Regions from separate parts of the Sus scrofa genome. Here all the other regions are linked to region 2. Evidence: chromatin contacts called from public Hi-C and targeted proximity ligation data. All regions are on one chromosome and are shown on one strand. The core of a region is the stretch at or near the end of the contact, and the rest is flanking DNA. Distances in the headings are between cores, read along the strand shown. Region 1 has its middle 38 kb from the start of FRRS1. Region 2 holds the start of MFSD14A (hippocampus abundant transcript 1 protein). Region 3 holds the start of DBT (lipoamide acyltransferase component of branched-chain alpha-keto acid dehydrogenase complex, mitochondrial). Region 4 has its middle 66 kb from the start of FRRS1.

Region 1 (4,433 bases), core at 281-2,780, 200 kb before region 2:
AGTAAAACCAAGGAACTGTGCATTTGTTATCTATTGCTGTATAAAAATAGCACATGTTCAGTGGCTAAAAACATACATCTATCATCTCACAAAATCGGGCACAGTTTAACCAGGTCCACTGCTTCAGAGTCTCTCCTGAGGCTTCAGTCAAGGTTGCTGGCATCTCATCTGAAAGCTCAACTGGAGAGGGATCTGCTCCCAAGTTCAAATGGTTGTTAGCAGGATTCAATGATCTATGTCCTGCTGGACTAGAGGCCTTACTGTCCTGCCTACTGACAGCCAGCAGCTGCCCTCAGTTCCTCTTCACTGGGCCTCCCGGACTTGGATGCTTGCTTCATGCACACAAGCCAAGAAGGCAGTCAGGGGACCTGCTGGAAATCACAGTAATGTAATTATGGAACTGACAGCCCATCACCTCTGCCATAGCCTGCTGGTTAGAAGCTAAACACAGTTTAGCTTCCTCACTTGAGGTAAAACAGTTACACAGGGCAAGAAGACCAGGAAACAGATATTTGGGGACCATTTCAGAGTCTCTCTGCCTCACACTGATTTATCAGAAACTCAAAGTCATGAGGTATCAGCAGCACGGCTTTCATATACTGCTTTGCCAGAGGCTATAGATGAGAAGGGTAGTTAATGATGGAACCTCACTGTGAGTCTGAGAGCACAGGAACTGAGAGGGGACTTAGGAGCCAACCTGAGGCTGAAGGGTACTAGAACAGCCCCTAAAATAAAAATTCTTCATATTCTGGCTTAGGACCAGCCTTAACAGGGAAATATTCAAGTCTGAATTCAATAAATGTAAATACCCACATGGTGGCAGTAGATGCCAGGAAATCCTAGGTATTGTGCATGTCTAAGGACCAGAAGAGCAAATTTATTTCCCCACATGGCAACCTGTTTTCCCTATGTCTGACGTTGCTTTTTCTGAAAGCCTCAAGAACCTTCAGGTCTTCTTCAAACAGATATGATAAGGGATGTCGCCTTTTTTTTATGTCTACTTTGTCACACTCTCCTCAAGTGCCACAACCTCCAGAGAGACTCTCAGAAATCTCCAGACTAGAAATGGGCACCGGGCTCCATATTCATGTTTGCCCCAAATGCCAGGGGGGTACAAGCCAAGCTCTCCTAATACTTCCATCATCATACTTTCATGACAGTTCCAGGCTAGATCTGCATGTTCTGTCACAGAACATCTGAGAAATAAAAGGCCGCTCTCCTGCTTCTTGCAGGATTAGTAATTTCCAATTAACTCTCTTAATTCTCTCCCAGAGAGACCTGACAGAGTCAACCCCTGGGGAAAACGGCTGGAGGGAGAAATAAAAAGAACCATGATTCTGGAGTGATGGTCAGTTTGAACAGACTCTTTCTACAAGAACAGCGTGAGGGAAGTGAGACTGCCTATCCTCAAGTCAGCTCTTGCTGGTGCTCCAGCTCCTAGGGAGCCCAAAAGAGGGGTTTATGCGGGGGCGGGGAGGGATTCTGAACTGAAGGCAGGCACCTCCAGTGCTGACATGTCAACACTGCAGCACCAAGGTGGACTAGATCAACCCCAGCCTCACCCTCGCTTGCTCCTAAGTACTGATAACCAGCACACAAGGACTTCTGGACAAATAAAAAGAGGGCCCTGAAGGAAATGGACCAGAACTTTTCCGCCAATAGAGACTGTGTTCTGTTCTAAGCCATTAATGGGAGTTATTTCCACCCCAAACTATAAAAATGTTAGCCTGAATTACTTTGTTTAAATATTAGGATTTGTAAAGGTTTTGCAACTGGAAATAAGTGGGCCAAAGCAGCGTTCACACGCTCGGGCCACTGCCATCTGTTTGATACAGCTGTCTGCTGAAATCTGCCAAAGGACAGTTAAAAATAGATAGCAGCGCCCTTAAAGGACTTGCATGATTGATTTATACAGCCTTCCATATTTATTCACCTAGATCAGTTGTCTCCAAATGTTTTTGCTTGTGTATCCTTAAAAGAAATTTAAAAAATAACACATCCTTCACAATTTTTTTAAGTTGACCATCTGATATTTTTTAATATGGTTAAAAGTTAAATTCTCCTTGGGTTAATATTACTTTATTATTAGAATGAGTCAGGATTTGGCTATTCCTATTTTTCATTTATATTTATAGCATTAAAAACTTTGTTTTTATACATACGTAGATGAGAATGAAAGTTTTGTTAGGAAAAGAGCATGAAAAAAAAAAATAAAATAAAAAGGATTTTTTTTTTTTTTTTTTTTTTTTTTTTTTTTTTTATAAATTAGTATGTCTATTTTTAAGAAAAAGGAATAATGAGAAAAACAAAGACAAAGAGGAAGAGAAATATAAGTATCAGGTCCTAGGATGGATTTGAGTTTCATTAGCCCAAAGTCTATAAAATATGAGGTGCAGACCTCTTTTTAAAAGCATACATTATAAACTTTTAAAATTAGGAGGGCAAATATTTACGTAATATGAAAACAAAAATCACAACAAATTATACATTTTAAAAGGATGATAAATTCCACAAATATCATACAACCGAGAAAAATATAACAAAATTAATACTCTATAATAATTTTTCTACATTTTGACTTGCTATTTTTAATCATTTCTTCAAATGACAATGCCATTTTGTATCATTTTCTATGAGAAAAACAGAAAGATAATCAAGACTTTTTCAACACAGTTGATACATTTTGTTACTGATAGTTCAGAAAAGCTTCTTTCTGTTTCATCGTTACTGGCGGTTATTGGTTAATTTCCTCCCAGTTTCTCTCTCAGGGGGTGCTCCTTGCCAGGGAAAGCCTTTAGGGGCTCCAGCCCATTGACTGGCCAGGCTACGGCTACAGTATTAGGACTGCAGCACTGCGGCCAGCTCTGCCAGGTCCTCCCTGCCCCCTCTCTCATCCACCTGAGTGAGTGTGTAGCTCTGATACGACTCCCTCAGGAGGAGCTCATTATTGAGTAATAGTGAGGGTATGAAAGAGATAAGGCAGTCAAACAACAAGTGTCATCAACTCCAACTGTCCCGTGCTACTGAATTGGGAACATCCCAACAAGGATCAAACCAACTCCTTCCAAAGGCCATGCCTCATCCTTGCCAGACATTCATCTAAGAGAGGAAAAGACAATGACCTGTGGAAGGTTTATGGTTATAAGAGCCTTCTCTAACACCAACAGTTTGTTGTCCTTCTGAAGAGTTTAGACCCCAGGGTGCTGTATCAGGAAACATTTGGGATGGATAAGAGGTATTTCTTTTCAAAAGTTGGGAAATGGTGACTATAAAAGAGAATTAGGGCAAGGGAAAAGGAGAGAGAGCATTTTAATGTACATTCTCCAGTTGTTGGATATGGTCTTCTCTGAGAGATGCTCTTCTCTGATTTCAGCCAATATCAATACAGTTACTTCCATTATTCAAATTTTGTGTCTTTACCAATATTTTGTTTCCTTAACCTACCATTAATTTTGAGATGTGCGTTGACATATTCCACTGTGATCGTAGACTTATCAATTTCTCCCTGTAGTTCTATCCACTTTTGCTTTATAAATAGTAAGTATGTTTTGTTAGGTGTATCTATTCTGGTGAATTGAATCTTATTCTAGCATTTATCCCCCTATATTGTAATTACCAGTTTATTTGTATGTTTTCCCATTAGAGTGCTTGTGCATTGAGAAAGGTCAATGTTTGATTTATGAGTGAATATCCGCTACCACTATTATAGCTCAGGCTCTCATTACCTCTTTCCTGACTATTAATATAGCCTCCTAACCAGACCAGTACTAAACTGCCAATTTCACCCCCTCGAAGTCTCTGTCAGATTAATCTTCTTTGAAAACAGCTTTGATCATATCACTTGTTAAACTGTGGCTTCCTACTGCTCATGGAATAAAGTACAAACTTCATAGTCATCATTCAAATTTCTCAATGATTTGAAATTCACTCATTTTTCTCATTTATGAGAAGACTGATCAAACCGAAATCCTCACTAGCCTACATGGATCCTACATCCCTTCTTCTTTCTACTTCTAATACTCAGATGATGGTAAAACTTCCCTTCCCATTCTGCAAATCCAGTCCCTTTAAAGTCAATCTTAAAAGCCTCTTCCTCTGAAAGTTTCTGGCATATTCACTCCAAAAAAATATTCTCTCCTTTTAAATAGTGTTATAGACTGGATGCCTGTGTTGTCTTAAAAAGCCATATGTTGATGCCCCAACCCCCAATGTGACTTATTTAAAGAGAGAGCCTGTGAGGAGGTGACATAGGGTAGTGAGGTGATAAGGATAGGGCCCTAACCTGATATAGCTGGTGTCCTTATAAGAAGAGGACTAGATCCCAGAGCTCTCCTTCTCCACCACCTGATGGCAGAGTGAGGAGGCGGCTGTCTGCAAACAAGGACAAGAGTTCTCATCAGGAATAAAATCAGTCAGCACCTTGAGCTTAGACC
Region 2 (4,237 bases), core at 1,208-3,707:
ACTTGTCTGTGAGAACAGGACTTACCTCTCCTGTTTACTATGACAGCTCTTCTAGCACAATGCCTGGGGCATTCTGTACCTTCACTAGGTCTTAAATTTCCCTTACTACCTTTTTTCCAACAGCACTTACCACAACCTACAATTATCTTCCTTTTGTGTTTGTTTTATAACTCTGTCCTCCAGTATTATTAAGCTCTATGTAGATAAATACCATATCATTTACTGATCTATCTCCAGTGTCTAGTGTCTAGTAAAACAGTGACAAACATTTAGAGGCTTTCAATATTTTTTTGAATGACTGAACAATGATCAGTTCTTAAGGATGATAAAACCAGTGCATCTAGATGAAGTATGATTTTGAAAAAAGTCAACAGTAACCACACAATAAATGATCTTACCAGCCCTCTCCATCCACCCAAAACAAGCTCCTGGGGATTTAGCTATGAAATCTATCTCATCGTACTTTCTCTAAAAAGCTTCGAGTTGGAGTTCAAGTAAATATTTTCAGTAAGAGAATATTTTTAAACAAATGTTGAATTTACTTATTGATGGAAAAACATAATTTGAAGTATGAGGCTAAAATCCCTTTCTTCTCCCTTCCACGGAAATCGGTTTGTTTTCTATTTCTAGTCAGTTATGGAAATAGAAAAAAGAAAATCAATCCAATTTTATTTTGAAATAACTCTAAACTTACAGAAAAATTGTAATAATAATCCAAAGAAGATATTCTCTTTACCCTGTGTGTTAGTTATCTATAGCTGTGTGCCAAATGACCCCCATGCTTAGTGGCTTAAAACAACTACTTTTATCTTACAGTTTCGGAGAGTCAGGAAACCAGGAGTGGCCAACTTGGGTAGTAGTCCTAGATCAAGTTCTCCTGCAGTTGCAGGCAGGTTGCTGGCAGGTGCTGCTGTCAGCCAAAGGCCTGACCAGGACTGGAGGACTGGCTTCCAGCACCACTCACTCACGTATTTGCTGGTAAGAGGCCTCCGTTCCTGGACACAGGACCTCCCCACAGGCTGCCTAAGTGTCCTCGTGTCTTGGTGGCTGGTTTCCACTAGGCTTGGGCCCTGAGAAATGAGGAAGACAGAGCCAGTGGGAGGATGGAGTACTTTCTATGACCTACACTATGAAGTCAGCGCTGTCACTTCCATCATATCCTGTTAGATAACAGTCACTAACCCCAGCCCACCCTCACGAGGAATTAGACTCCACCTCTTCTAGAAAAGAATATCACTCAACTTGTGAACATATCTTAAAACCACCATACCCAAATTTACTATTTTTTTTTTCAACATCTTTCCGTTCTGCTTCATCATTCTCTTACCCTTTCCTCACATACTTATTTCCTAACTATTTCAGAGCAGGTAGCAAGCTCCACATCCCTTCTCTCCTAAAGGCTTATATTCCTTCAGGAAAAGGATAGTCTTTTTTTTTTTTTTTTTTTTGCTTTTTAGGGCCCCTTCTGACATTCCTTTTTTTTTTTTTTTTTGTCTTTTTTGGGCCACACCCACAGCATATGGAGGTTCCCAGGGTAGGAGTCTAATCAGAGCTGTAGCTGCCAGCCTACACCACAGCCACAGCAACGCGGGATCCGAGCCACGTCTGCGACCTACACCACAGCCCACGGCAATTTCGGATCCTTAACCCACTGAGCGAGGCCAGGGATGGAACCCGCAACCTCATGGTTCCTAGTCGGATTCATTAACCACTGAGCCATGATAGGAACTCTACAAAATTGATTGTTAAACAATACAGGCAGCGGGCTACAAAGTGTGACTTAGGTTATGTAAGGTTTTGTTTTTCTCTTTTAGGGCCGCACCTGCAGCGTATGGAGGTTTTCAGACTAGGGGTCAAATTGGCGCTGTAGCTTCTGGTCTACACGGCAGCTCACAGCAACGCTGAGCCTTAACCCACTGAGTGGGGCCAGGTATTGAACCTGCGTCCTCATGGATACTTGTCAGATTCATTTCCACTGAGCCCAGACGGGGACTCCGGTTATGTAAGTTTCTATCAGCGGAGAATAAAGAAAAGGTGCTTCGGTTGAGCTCTAGGCCGCTCCCGCCCCCAGCACCAGAAAGACAAAAAATTGTTTATGAAAACTCAGCTTATTTCTGGGAAACTCTGAACCGTTTCCTTCGGCTCTGGTCTCGGTTAGAACACAGCTGTGGACGGCCCAGAGAGTCTACTCGTCTGGTTAAAATTCCAGTGCAACCGTTTCTCGGCTCTTTCCAGGAGCAGGTAACTTTTAGAAATGTCCAATTCCTCCTCCGTTACGGGGAACTTCCGCGGGCCCCAGCGCCCGGGCGGCTGCGAGGATCCAGCGAGCTGGTGAGCGGCTCGCTCCGCCCGGGATCGCATAGGCGCGCGCCGCCCCCCGGCGGCCGAGCGGGCGGAGCGGCGTCACGTGGGCGGGGCGGCGTCACGTGGGCGGGGCGGGCTCGTCGGCCGATCGCACGATGTGACGCGCCGCCGGAGGCAGGCCGGGCCCTCAAGATGGCGGCGGGCGCCCCGAGCGGCTCGGCCCGGCAGTAGTGGCGGGACGGCACTCGCCGCTGGGGCCGGCCGCCCCGGGAGTGGCTGCAGCAGCGCCAGGAGTCGAGGATGGTAAAATGACCCAGGGGAAGAAGAAGAAACGGGCCGCGAACCGCAGTATCATGCTGGCCAAGAAGATCATCATTAAGGACGGAGGCACGGTGAGCCGGGGGTACCGCGCCGGGGAGGGTCTTGCGGGGCCCGGATCTCTCTCTGCCCCCGCGCTGCCCCCTGCGGCCGCCCCTGGGTGCCCTCCGCCCTCCCTACCCTCCCGCGGTGCCGCTGTCTCGGGCTCCCGGGCCCCCGTGCCTCTGCTCCGGGGGCTTTCCTCTCCTCGCCGGCCTGCGGCCTCCGGGCCGGTCCTCTCGGATGGTGAAGCCGCTCGCCTCTCCCGCACCTGCCGCCCTCTCCGCCGTCGCCCCCGGAGGCCCTGCGGCCCCGAGCCCCCCGCGCTCCTCCTCCGCGGGCAGGGATCGACGCCGGGCTCCGTCGCCGGCCGGCCCACCGTGTCGCCGGGGCGGTGCTGGTGCCGCCCCCTCCCCCCCGCCGTCCAGGCCCCGCGGCCGGGGGCAGTCCCTGCCCTCCCATATGCTGCTAACGGGGTGGCATCTGGCGCGGCGACCCCGGCGGGGCCGGGTCGTGCGCTCGCTCTCTCCTTCCCGGTCCTGGGTCGGTGCTCCTGCCCTTCGCTGCCTGCTGTACGGTAAACACCGTCGGAAGGTGGGCTTCCCCCTGACTTCCCGCAGCAGGAGCGGGACAGAGGACACCTGGGCCTAGACCTGAATCTGCTGGTTTTCACAGGCCAGTCCTCACCCCCGGGCTTCAGAAATCACCTGGTGTATTTTAAAACAAAAAAGACTAGATGGAGTTGTGGCCTGAGGATTGGAAGACCGATTGAGGGCGAGACAAAATTTGTGCTTTTTAGAAACAGTTGTCGTCACAGTAAACTTTATGCATCGTGGTGTCGTTAACCAGCAGGGGACGTAGGCCTCTTAATTGAAAATAACGCGCCTGTACTTTTTTTATGCTGAAAATTCTCCATTGCTACGCTCTCTAGTCTTTGTTGCCTTCTTTGATATCATGTTCTGAAATAGAATGGAAAAGTGAAATGCATATGTCACTTCTCCGAGAAATAGGCAGAAATGGTTCCTTTTCCCCCCATATTTGCTTATATTTTGTTGGAGCCCTCAACTACTAGCACAGGGCTAAATATGTGAGGCTTTGCTGTATTCATTTGAAATGAAGAACAACTTTCTTTCGACATTTCAGAATATGTCCCAGTCAGTCTGCTAAAATTTAGAAAACTTGGGACATATGGAACAATTTCAGCATATACTTTTACTTAACTGTCAAATGTATAGATGTCATAACTTTGACATTTAGTGAAAAAAGAAGCTTTGAAATTCAAGTCCTCAAATTTTGTTGTATTTGATTAATTAAAACATTACTTTGATTAAATCAACTGTGAATTGTCATGGCTCTTTTGACCAAGTTGGTCAGAACTACTATGTGAGGAAAGAAATAGCATGAAAGAATACTGATTGCCTTTGTCAGTCATAGGGACTTGATATTTTTCATTCTTCATAAAAACCCACAAAATAGAATCGGCAAAGGATTGTATTTTGTAAAAGCAAGTGATACTTAAGATCAGTATCTTTTACAAGAGATAAGAATGAATCTGTGATCAAGAAACACACCTTCC
Region 3 (4,581 bases), core at 225-2,724, 210 kb after region 2:
CATATTGATTGGGTTTATTACTTAATAGCTGACAAACACCTAATACACATTCAATTTGAAGATTTCCAGGAGAGTAAGACATATGATAGGTCTGGAGTAGAGCTGGCTCAGAGATGGGAACTTCAGGAATCATCAGCATATAAATGGCAACTTAAATCAAAGAACTGGATGAGGTAACCCAGGACGTGCATGAAATACAGACTGCCAAGTCAGAACCTTTAGAAACACCAATATTTACCAGTTAGGCAGGGAAAAAGGAGGAGGTTGGGATCAAGTGTTCAAAGATGTGGGAAGAGTAATATCGGGAAGTTGGTGTCAGAGAAAACAAGGATGAAGAGCTTTCAAAAGAAGGCAGGCTTTCTTCTGGTTACCTCCTACTTAGTTTTCACAAATTTCAAATCTCACAGTATTTTCTGGGCATTTGCCTCATCTTTTCGTGCTGTGCTGTAATTGCTTGTTTAATATCCTTCTCTCTCTGCCCTGTGCCAGACAGCACGGCTGTAATTAAACTGAGAGGGTAGAGTTCAGTCTAGTCTTATTCACATTTGCATCCCCAATTCCTAGCACTGTACCTGCTACATAGCAGGCTCTTGAAAGGTTTTGTAACGTCAGGGGTCGAACACTGTAGAAAAATCCAAAAGAGTGGACTCAGGACGATAAACGCTATGCAAATAGGACGAAACACTATGCTTACAGGGATGTTAACAGTTTCATCTCAGCAAAGGGAACTGTGTCAAAGGGGAGACAAGAAGGGGAAATAGTGATGAATGGTAACTCTGGTGATACAAAAGTTTGGAAAGATACCGGTGCAGATGTAGGAGGCAAGTATAAGCCCAAAGAACAAAGCTTGAACCTCTCCGCTGCTCAAGCAAGGACTTAAGGAGTTGTTTCCTTGCCCAGTCTCCTCCTCTGGACTGTAAATTCCTCGAGGGCAGGAGTCGTAATTACCAGCGTCCGGGACAAAGAGATGCTCAATAAATGCTGAATGAATATAGTATATCTCCGTACCTCCAGTGCCCGGTACCCAGAGGGTGCTCAGTGAATGGCTACTGGGCCAAAGTCGAGCTGGGCTTTGGGGTTCAGATGGAGCGGGAGGAAGACCGGGTTACCTCAGAAGCGCACGCAGGTAAGGAGAGAAACTGGGTCTCCAGCCAGGTTGGCTCGCCACCTTCGCTGCCCTTCGTTGTGCACACATCCCTCCACCTTTCCATCACGCGAGACCTGCACGCGAGGCACTCGGAGGACAAAGTTAACACACCTCCCCCAGGTGACGCCGGACAACCACATCTTCCCGACCTCAGATCTGCCCAACCTGCTTACCAGCCGCCCAGCATTGCGGCTCCAGGTCCTCAGCACACGCGCTGCAGCCATCTTACTCCGGAAATGACAACTGCTCCGGGGTTGGACGAGCTGCCCCGGCGGGGACCTATCCGGAGCCGGAAAACGCGCCTCCCCCAAGCCTCGGGTGGAGAGCGAAGGAACGAGCCTCCCACCCAAGAGCCAACCAGGGAGCGGGGCGGGGCTGAGAATAACCCCAGAGGGGGCGGGGCGCCCTGCGGAGAGGGAAAGAGCCTGGGGGAGGGGAGCCAAGTGGGGAGGAGGGCAGTGCAAATTTAATTTCCGTGACGCTTCTGAGTAAAGCACTGCTGTGTAAGTAATGTGCCCTCACGATCGTCTTTTCGGTCCAAGTAACGGAGGAAATAGAGTATGTTAAAGAAACATGAAGGGTATTCACCTGGAGAAATTTAGGTTGAAGTAAGATCTGCAGGATAAGTAGGAAGGAAAAAAAACAAAACAAAACAGAAACATTCCTTCAGCTTGTTAATATAACCACCTTGGTTACAGGAGACGGTACTGTACTCTGTAGCAAGGGTCTGTACCCATGGTGGAGTCAAGTCTATGCTGGAATACTTCCTAATGCCTGGCATTTCTCACTTCATTGAAAGTTCTTGGTTACTGAAATTGGCTTTTAGATTTTTTTTTCATGGAAGATGAACAAGACTACCAGGTTTGAGATAAACGTCATCGAGGTTACCTCTCCTTCTGGGATAATGCTGCACGATGTTGCTACCCAACACAGGCAATATACATCACAGACACAGTACCTGGATTTACCTGCCTCATGGAGAAATGCCGAATAGATGTCGGTGAAACCGATAAAGAAAAGATTAGCGCTTTAATTGTCAATCCTCCTCACAGCAACTAGGAAACTAATTGGTAGAAATGTCCAGGATGATACTTTTCTATTCTAGCCTCTTAAATAGGAATGAAAATCTGTACAGATGTCTAAAGAATTACAGAGGAAAAGGCCAGAACAAAGGAAAAATCATAAATCCTCAACACTGAAGATGAGTGGCTGTAAAACAAAATTTCATGTATTTCATAAATTCACTAATATTACTCAAAGTCAGACTTTTGCCTTATTTGCCTTTCAGTGTATTCTCTCTCTCTCTTCTGCTACTTTGATTTTTTTAACTTTCCAACAAAATATTTTATAGGTACTAAAAATATACTATATGCCTGTGTTTGTATAAAGAGGTAAAGTAGCTATGCCTTTGAACTGAATTATTTTTCTTCCCAAGGTCCCTATAACACCTTCTTCCTCTTTTTTTTTTTTTTTTCCCTTTTCTTTTCAGGGCCATACCTGTGCATATGGACGTTCCTGGGCTATGGGTCTGCAGCTGCCAGCCTACACCATAGCCACAGCAACGTGGGACCTGCACCGAAATTTGCAGTAACTCCAGATCCTTAACCCACTGAGTGAGGCCAGGGATCAAACCCGCACCATGTAGGGTTCTTAACCCATGGAGCCAAAACGGGGAATTCCCCACGTTTTTCTACTTTACCTAACTTTACCTTCTCCCAAGAAACTATCTGTTTTCTTTTCTTTCACATTTTTTTTTTTACCTCTGTGGATTACTGCTTCCCAACTTCATTTTATGTTGCCTTATCTTTCCTTCCAATATCAAGAGATTTGTCATCTATTCACTAGTTAATCCTTTCACCTGGGCTCCAAATAACCAGATAACCCACGTCTTCTTTTTAAAAAGTGAATAAAATGGTTATTACCTGGCAATTCCATTCCTAGGGTACCCAACAGAAATAAAAACATAAGTCCACACAAACTAGCACAAGAATGATTGTAACAGCCTTATTCCTATTAGCCCCAAACTAGAAATAGCCCAAATGTCCTTCAATACACGAATGAATAAACAAAATGTGGTGGATTCATATAATGGAATATCATTCATCACTAACAATGATTCAAGTATTGGGAGTTCTCTGATGGCCTAACAGGTTGAGACTCCTGCATTCTCACCACTGTGGCTCTGGCTGCTGCTGTGCGGAGCAGGTTTGATCCCGGGCCCAGGAATTCCCATATACTGCCTGTGTGGCAAAAAAGAGAGAGAGAACGTGAAATAAACGTTGCAACTCTCATCAAAATAATAAATAAATAAATAAAATATTTGAGGTAGGAGGAGATGGGCCCCTCAGCTGAACACAGATGGGAATTACTAGGTGGAGGAAATTGGGCCTTGTTTCTCTTTGACACTTCAAGGAGAAAGTTAATGGCAGGAGCTGAGCTCTGCTGGGGTAAAAGATGACATCAATCACTCCTGGGATCAAGGAGACATCCCTAATTACACATAGGCATCAAGACTCCTAGGGGTCAAAAACGGAGGGGGTACCAGGCCCGAATAAGTTGATACCTTCTCACAACCCTTTGTCCTGAAATTCGTCTTAGCCAAAAGATGTGCATGCATACAGGGAGGGCCTTGGGTCTGGTCAGGTGTGAGAAATAAAAGAAGATAATTGGCCAAAGGAAAACAAAGACCCAGAACTATCCTGTTTAAGTGATTTAAATCACCTCTCAGGTATAGGGGGACTCTTAGGAGTGTATCACTGCTTTGCTTCTGACTTAAATTACTTCTCTGTTTGATCTCTCACATGATGTACTGTGTTTCTAAAAATAAACTTTGTACCTGTTTTTACAGTGTTTGCCTCCTTGAAACAGTCCTGCTTTCAATGTGGGCAAATCAGGGAAATTCTGATTTTAGCTTCTAGCTGGTCTAGCAGATAGGATTCCTGGTCCTCATTCAGGCTGCCCAGGTTTAATTCCAGAGCAGAGAATTAAGATCTCGATCCAGGAGTTCCTGTTGTGTCTAAGCAGTAACGAGCTCGACCAGTATCCATGAGGACACAGGTTCGATCCCTAGCCTCACTCAGTGGGTTAAAAATCCAGTGTTGGAGTTCCCGTCGTGGCGCAGTGGTTAACGAATCCGACTAGGAACCATGAGGTTGCGGGTTCGGTCCCTGCCCTTGCTCAGTGGGTTAAGGGTCCGGCGTTGCTGTGAGCTGTGGTGTAGGTTGCAGACACGGCTCAGATCCCGTGTTGCTGTGGCTCTGGCGTAGGCCAGTGGCTACAGCTCCGATTCGACCCCTAACCTGGGAACCTCCATATGCCGCAGGAGCGGCCCAAGAAATAGCAAAAAGACAAAAAAAAAAAAAAAAAAAAAAAAAAATCCAGTGTTGCCAAGAGCTGTGGTGTAGGTCACAGACGCAACTCAGATCCCACATTGT
Region 4 (4,882 bases), core at 1,152-3,651, 170 kb before region 2:
TTAAATGTGTTTCCTCCAGGCCAAATCTTCATCTCCTTCCAGCTTAAGCATTTAAGATCACTGAGTACTTAATCCATTTTTGGCTTTCCTGACTGTGCACTTTTCTGGTTTTTATTTTTTTTCCTACCCTCTTGAATACTCCTGTCAGCATGGTCATGCCTCTTGCTGAGCTCACATCTTTCCACATTTTATTTAATTATGTATATCTGCAAGAAATCCTTTCTTTTTATGTTTTGCTGGCCTCAGAATTATATATTCTCATGGCTTCAGCTGGTACTTCCATGTTTGTGACTCCTTTTGGAAGAAAGGCTTTGAGCTTTGCTTGCTTCTTGGAAGCAAGAGACTATAATGGGACGAGTAGGGAACTAGAATTTTCCTGGCTCTGCTGCTAAGAATTCATGTGACTTTGAACAAGTCACATTCATTCTAAACATTAATTTCTTTATTTGTGATATGAAGGTGTTAATTTCTGCTTTTCTGCTTTCCTGAGTTTTGCGGTTGAGAATTAATAATGTTTGACTGTAAAGCCCTAAATATATATGAGGCCTTGCTAGATTGCTATACCTCTCTAGTCTCACCCTGCTGTCTTGGCTTCATCCCAGTATCGTGCTATGGAAGAATCTTAGGATAGCTCCACTTGGGTTTTCTTAAATCTTAACATGTCCAAAACCATCTCCTCACAGTTCTCAAATTTTCTTTACTTCTTAGCTTCCGTGTTTACTTTAGTGATGTCTCCATTTTCATAGCTTGCGATGCTAGAAACTTGGTACTCTTCTTTGATGACTTCTTTTAACTGCAATCTCTCTTTAAGACCAGTAATTTCTTTCCAAATGCCTCTGCTTGCCTGTCTCTCTTCCATATGCCTGAATGTGGATGCTAAAATAATCTTCTCATGCCATCTCTTTTCTTTTTATTAATTGGTATTTATAAGGTCAAATTTAAACATCTCTGCCTGACTTCCAGGATTTCCTGTAAGGGAATCCACCTTCCCTAGCCAAGAATGATCTTATTGTTCCTCATTATTCATGTCCTCCATCTGTACAGATGCCCTGTTAATTTCCTCCCCAGTGGCTTTTCTCATGTATGTTCTTATACCTCCACTCCAGTCAGATTCTTCTGTATCTTTTAAATCCCTTTACCATCATTTTATGTGTTTCTCCTTTTCAACTTTCAGCTAAAATTCCACAGCTGGCATGAAACCTTTCCTTAATTTGTTACCTCTTTTCTTTGATTTGTGATTACACAATTGGCAGAGAACAGTTAAGTGCTGAAACAATGTAGCAAAGTCAAAAAGCTTGTAAGTCTTATACTGTGCAACTAGAGTTTAAGATCTCTGACAATGGGAAGAGTATGACAATATGACAGACCTAGTGCAATGTACAACAGCTAGTAAATCCTTGCTGGTGAGTCTCTAAAATGCCAGTTAAAACTAGCCCAGCTATTTGAAGAGGAAACTCTGAAGGCTTTGCAAAACAAGAAGGATGTGGTTGACTCTGTAACTCTGGGTTAAGCCAGTAAATTCATCTAAATGATATAAATGGAAACATGTAAAATTTTTACTTCAGTGATGATGCCTTTGTATTATTTTAGAAGATAACTGTGAAAGATAAAGGGAAGGGACAATGGAGACAAGAAATCATGAAGAAGGCTATATATATATATATATATATATATATATATACACACACATACACACACGTATATACGTATATACATACGTGTATATGTATATACGTTTGTGTGTGTGTGTATATATATATATATATTTTTCTTTATTTCGCTTCTTAGGCCGCACCTGCGACATGTGGAGGTTCCCAGGCTAAGGGTCCAATCGGAGCTACAGTGCTGGCCCTACACCACAGCAATGCCAGATCCTTAACCCACTGAGCGAGGCCAGGGATCGAACCTCCAACCTCATGGTTCCTGGTCAGATTTGTTTCCACTGTGCCACAATGGGAACTCCAAGAAAGGTATTTTAAAAACATGGTTTAACTACATCAGGGTTGAAAGAAAAGAGAGGACAGAGTAGGAGAAATTTTAAAATTCATAGGAATTGGTGGACAGTTAGGTATGAAGAATAGCTCTGGCAATTTTTGGTTCTTTTATCATGCCCTTCTTCATTTTTCTTTCCTTTTTACTTTTCCTTAAGCAAGGATTCCTCCTCATTTTTAAGGCCAATATTTCTATAGACTCTTCTAATTTAACAAGTACAAGACCAAATAATTATCTTTGGGGGCCAAATCAGAGCCCTCTCCTTTACTTTCTATCTCATTTAGTAGCAGAATAATGAGTAAAATCATTACTCCCCATCTTCCATTCTTTTACCAAAGGTTGGTCAAATTTCAATTTTTCCTTTCTAAAAGAACATATTTATAAAGGTTCCTTGATTAGGAGTCACGTTTGTATACATCTAGCGGAGGGGACAAGGTAGAAAAACTTAGTTTATGGTAACAAACTGAGTTTAATTGCTCATCTTGCTAGTTTAGTTGCCTGCAGGACGGCTAAGGCTAATCTGAGTAAAGTATTCCTAGTATATGAGGAATAAGATACCCACACCATGTACTGCTGCGCTAAGCTAATTTTAGCAAACTGAGCAATTAATTATGGAAGCTGACATACTCTAGGTATTCTGATAATTCATTTACTGTACATAAAAATTTAGTTTCAGGGATTTGGATTAGTGGTCTACAGAGTGGAAAGATAGAAAGATCTATCTATCTATATACATATATAGCACACACACACACATATATACATATACATACCCTTGGGAGTATGCACTGATCTATTTCTATATAGAAAGAGAATGTAGGATTTGTTTTTATTTTTCTTTCTTTTCTCTCTATCCATCTTCCTCCCTATTTTTTACTTTAAAAAGTAATTGAATTTTGCTAGTATTACAAATTGACATTGATGCTCTCCGTTCGTATGTCTATGTATCATAAACAAACAAAAATTTATTCTTAGGGAAGAGTGGAAGTTACAGGTCTAAAAGGTTGACAGTCACACCATCACTGGTTTACTTGCAGTATATTGCCATGAATAACACTTTTACCCAAGCCAACTTAGGCAGATATTCAAGTTATATTATCTTCAATAGTAGAGTCTTTTTTGTGTGTATGTCTTTTTTGCCTTTTCTTGGGCCGCTCCTGCGGCATATGGAGGTTCCCAGGCTAGGGGTCCAGTCGGAGCTGCAGCCACCGCCCTACACCAGAGCCACAGCAACGAGGGATCCGAGCCGCATCTGCAATGTACACCACAGCTCACGGCAACGCCAGATCGTTAACCCACTGAACAAGGCCAGGGATCGAACCCGCAACCTCATGGTTCCTAGTCGGACTCATTAACCACTGCGCCACGACGGGAACTCCAATAGTAGAGTCTTTACAATACTTTGTCACAAGAGGCAGTGTAACCATAAATGCCTCTTTCACTTCAAGAGATTATCAGACTTAAAGATGAGTTAGAAGTGTTTGAAATTTGCTCTTTGAGATTTGTCCTTTTCAAGTCTGATGTGAAACTCAATAGTATAATACTGAGAAAATATTCTCAGAAAAATAAACACAGTCCAACTCTGAGGTAAACATGATTGAGAAAGTTTACTTTTTGATGGAAATTGATGCTATAAAACAGAGTTTGGCACATTTTTTTTTTCCTGTTAAGGTTTCAGATAACAAATATTTTCAGATTTGCAGTCCATCTGCTTGCTGTTGCAGCCACTCAACTCTGCCATTGTACCAAGAAGGCAGCCATAGATAATACATAAATGAGTGATGTGATTGTGTTCCAATAAAACTATTTACAGAAAGAAGTAGTAGGCTGAGTATAGTTTGCCAACCCTTGCTACAGCAAGAGCATTTTGAATATACATTTTTTAGTAACACTTATAAGTATGAGACATGTTTTGATTAGCTTATGAAACAATTGATATAGTATGTCAGGGAAATCTACATATTTACTAGCACATTTCTACAAAAATGTAATTGGCGAATGGGATTGAAAAGTTGATGTCATGGGAGGTCCCATTATGGCTCAGTGGGTTAAGGACCCAACTAGTGGAGTTCCCTTCATGGCTCAGTGGTTAACAACCCCAACTAGGATCTATGAGGACACAGCTTTGATCCCTGGCCTTGCTCAGTGGATTAAGGATCCAGTATTGCTGTGAGCTGTGGGGTAAGTTGCAGGCATGGCTTGGATCTGGCATTTGTGGCTGTGGCGTAGGCCAGCAGCTGCAGCTCCAATTCCACCCCTAGCCTGGGAACTTCCATATGCCACAGGTGCAGTTCTAAGAAAATAAAGAAAAGAAAAGAAAAGCTAAGGTCATGGATTAGTAAACACTGACACTAAGAACTTTATCCATTGGGATTTGAGTATCTTTGTGTGGTATTTTTTCAAATCTGAGACCATTAAATCAAGTATCAAAATAAACAGAACTTGGAATACTTAAATTACTTTATCACAAAATATTAAACCAAGGTTTTTAAAGTTAATGAAATTCAGTTACCTTGCTTTCAGACAGATATCAATATTAATTTTTCGTGAGAGCTAAAAGATTTTTTCTATCCATTGATAAATTAGTTATTTAAAATACTTTATTTATATCTTATCTTTATTTTTGTGTCTTATAATTTATATAACCTATTAAATCATCATGCATATATATTATATAAATAAATAAATATTCATATTTAGAAACTGCTTGTCTTTTTTTTTTTTTTACTGAGCATAGGCCACTGATCCAAAAACTGTTCGAGATATTTTGGATGCATTTTAACCTTTGTACTACAAGTTCTCTGAATCCTTGTGTAATTATAAAAACAATATTTGTATAAGCTGAGCAGGAGACAGGTTGTTTAGCTGTGCTGAGCCAGCTAATCTCTGA

Evidence for each region. Hi-C and Micro-C count contacts between places; a contact is called where the count stands out from the background.
Region 1: a contact with region 2 is called in a Hi-C map of skeletal muscle, with 9 times the contacts expected there. A contact is called at or near these places in 12 of 47 Hi-C or Micro-C datasets (embryonic fibroblasts, epiblast stem cells, fetal skeletal muscle and 6 more) and 1 of 2 datasets of targeted methods (skeletal muscle).
Region 3: a contact with region 2 is called in a targeted proximity ligation map of alveolar macrophages. A contact is called at or near these places in 2 of 5 promoter capture datasets (fetal liver and liver), 4 of 47 Hi-C or Micro-C datasets (heart right ventricle, liver, retroperitoneal adipose tissue and 1 more) and 2 of 2 datasets of targeted methods (alveolar macrophages and skeletal muscle).
Region 4: a targeted proximity ligation map of skeletal muscle shows a contact between it and region 2. A contact is called at or near these places in 1 of 5 promoter capture datasets (fetal liver), 3 of 47 Hi-C or Micro-C datasets (fetal heart ventricle, heart right ventricle and liver) and 2 of 2 datasets of targeted methods (alveolar macrophages and skeletal muscle).

What each region holds. Positions count from the first base shown.
Region 1 is chr4:118,290,253-118,294,685 of Sscrofa11.1, reverse strand. It overlaps a transcript of FRRS1 not described here. Among named protein-coding and RNA genes, the nearest start is that of FRRS1, 38 kb to the left of the region's middle.
Region 2 is chr4:118,088,594-118,092,830 of Sscrofa11.1, reverse strand. MFSD14A (hippocampus abundant transcript 1 protein) reads left to right here and starts at 2,457. Exons shown (of 13, transcript XM_013997351.2): 1 at 2,457-2,696. The coding sequence starts at 2,613.
Region 3 is chr4:117,881,550-117,886,130 of Sscrofa11.1, reverse strand. DBT (lipoamide acyltransferase component of branched-chain alpha-keto acid dehydrogenase complex, mitochondrial) reads right to left here and starts at 1,474. Exons shown (of 11, transcript XM_003481505.4): 1 at 1,321-1,474. The coding sequence starts at 1,371.
Region 4 is chr4:118,262,415-118,267,296 of Sscrofa11.1, reverse strand. It overlaps AGL. Among named protein-coding and RNA genes, the nearest start is that of FRRS1, 66 kb to the left of the region's middle.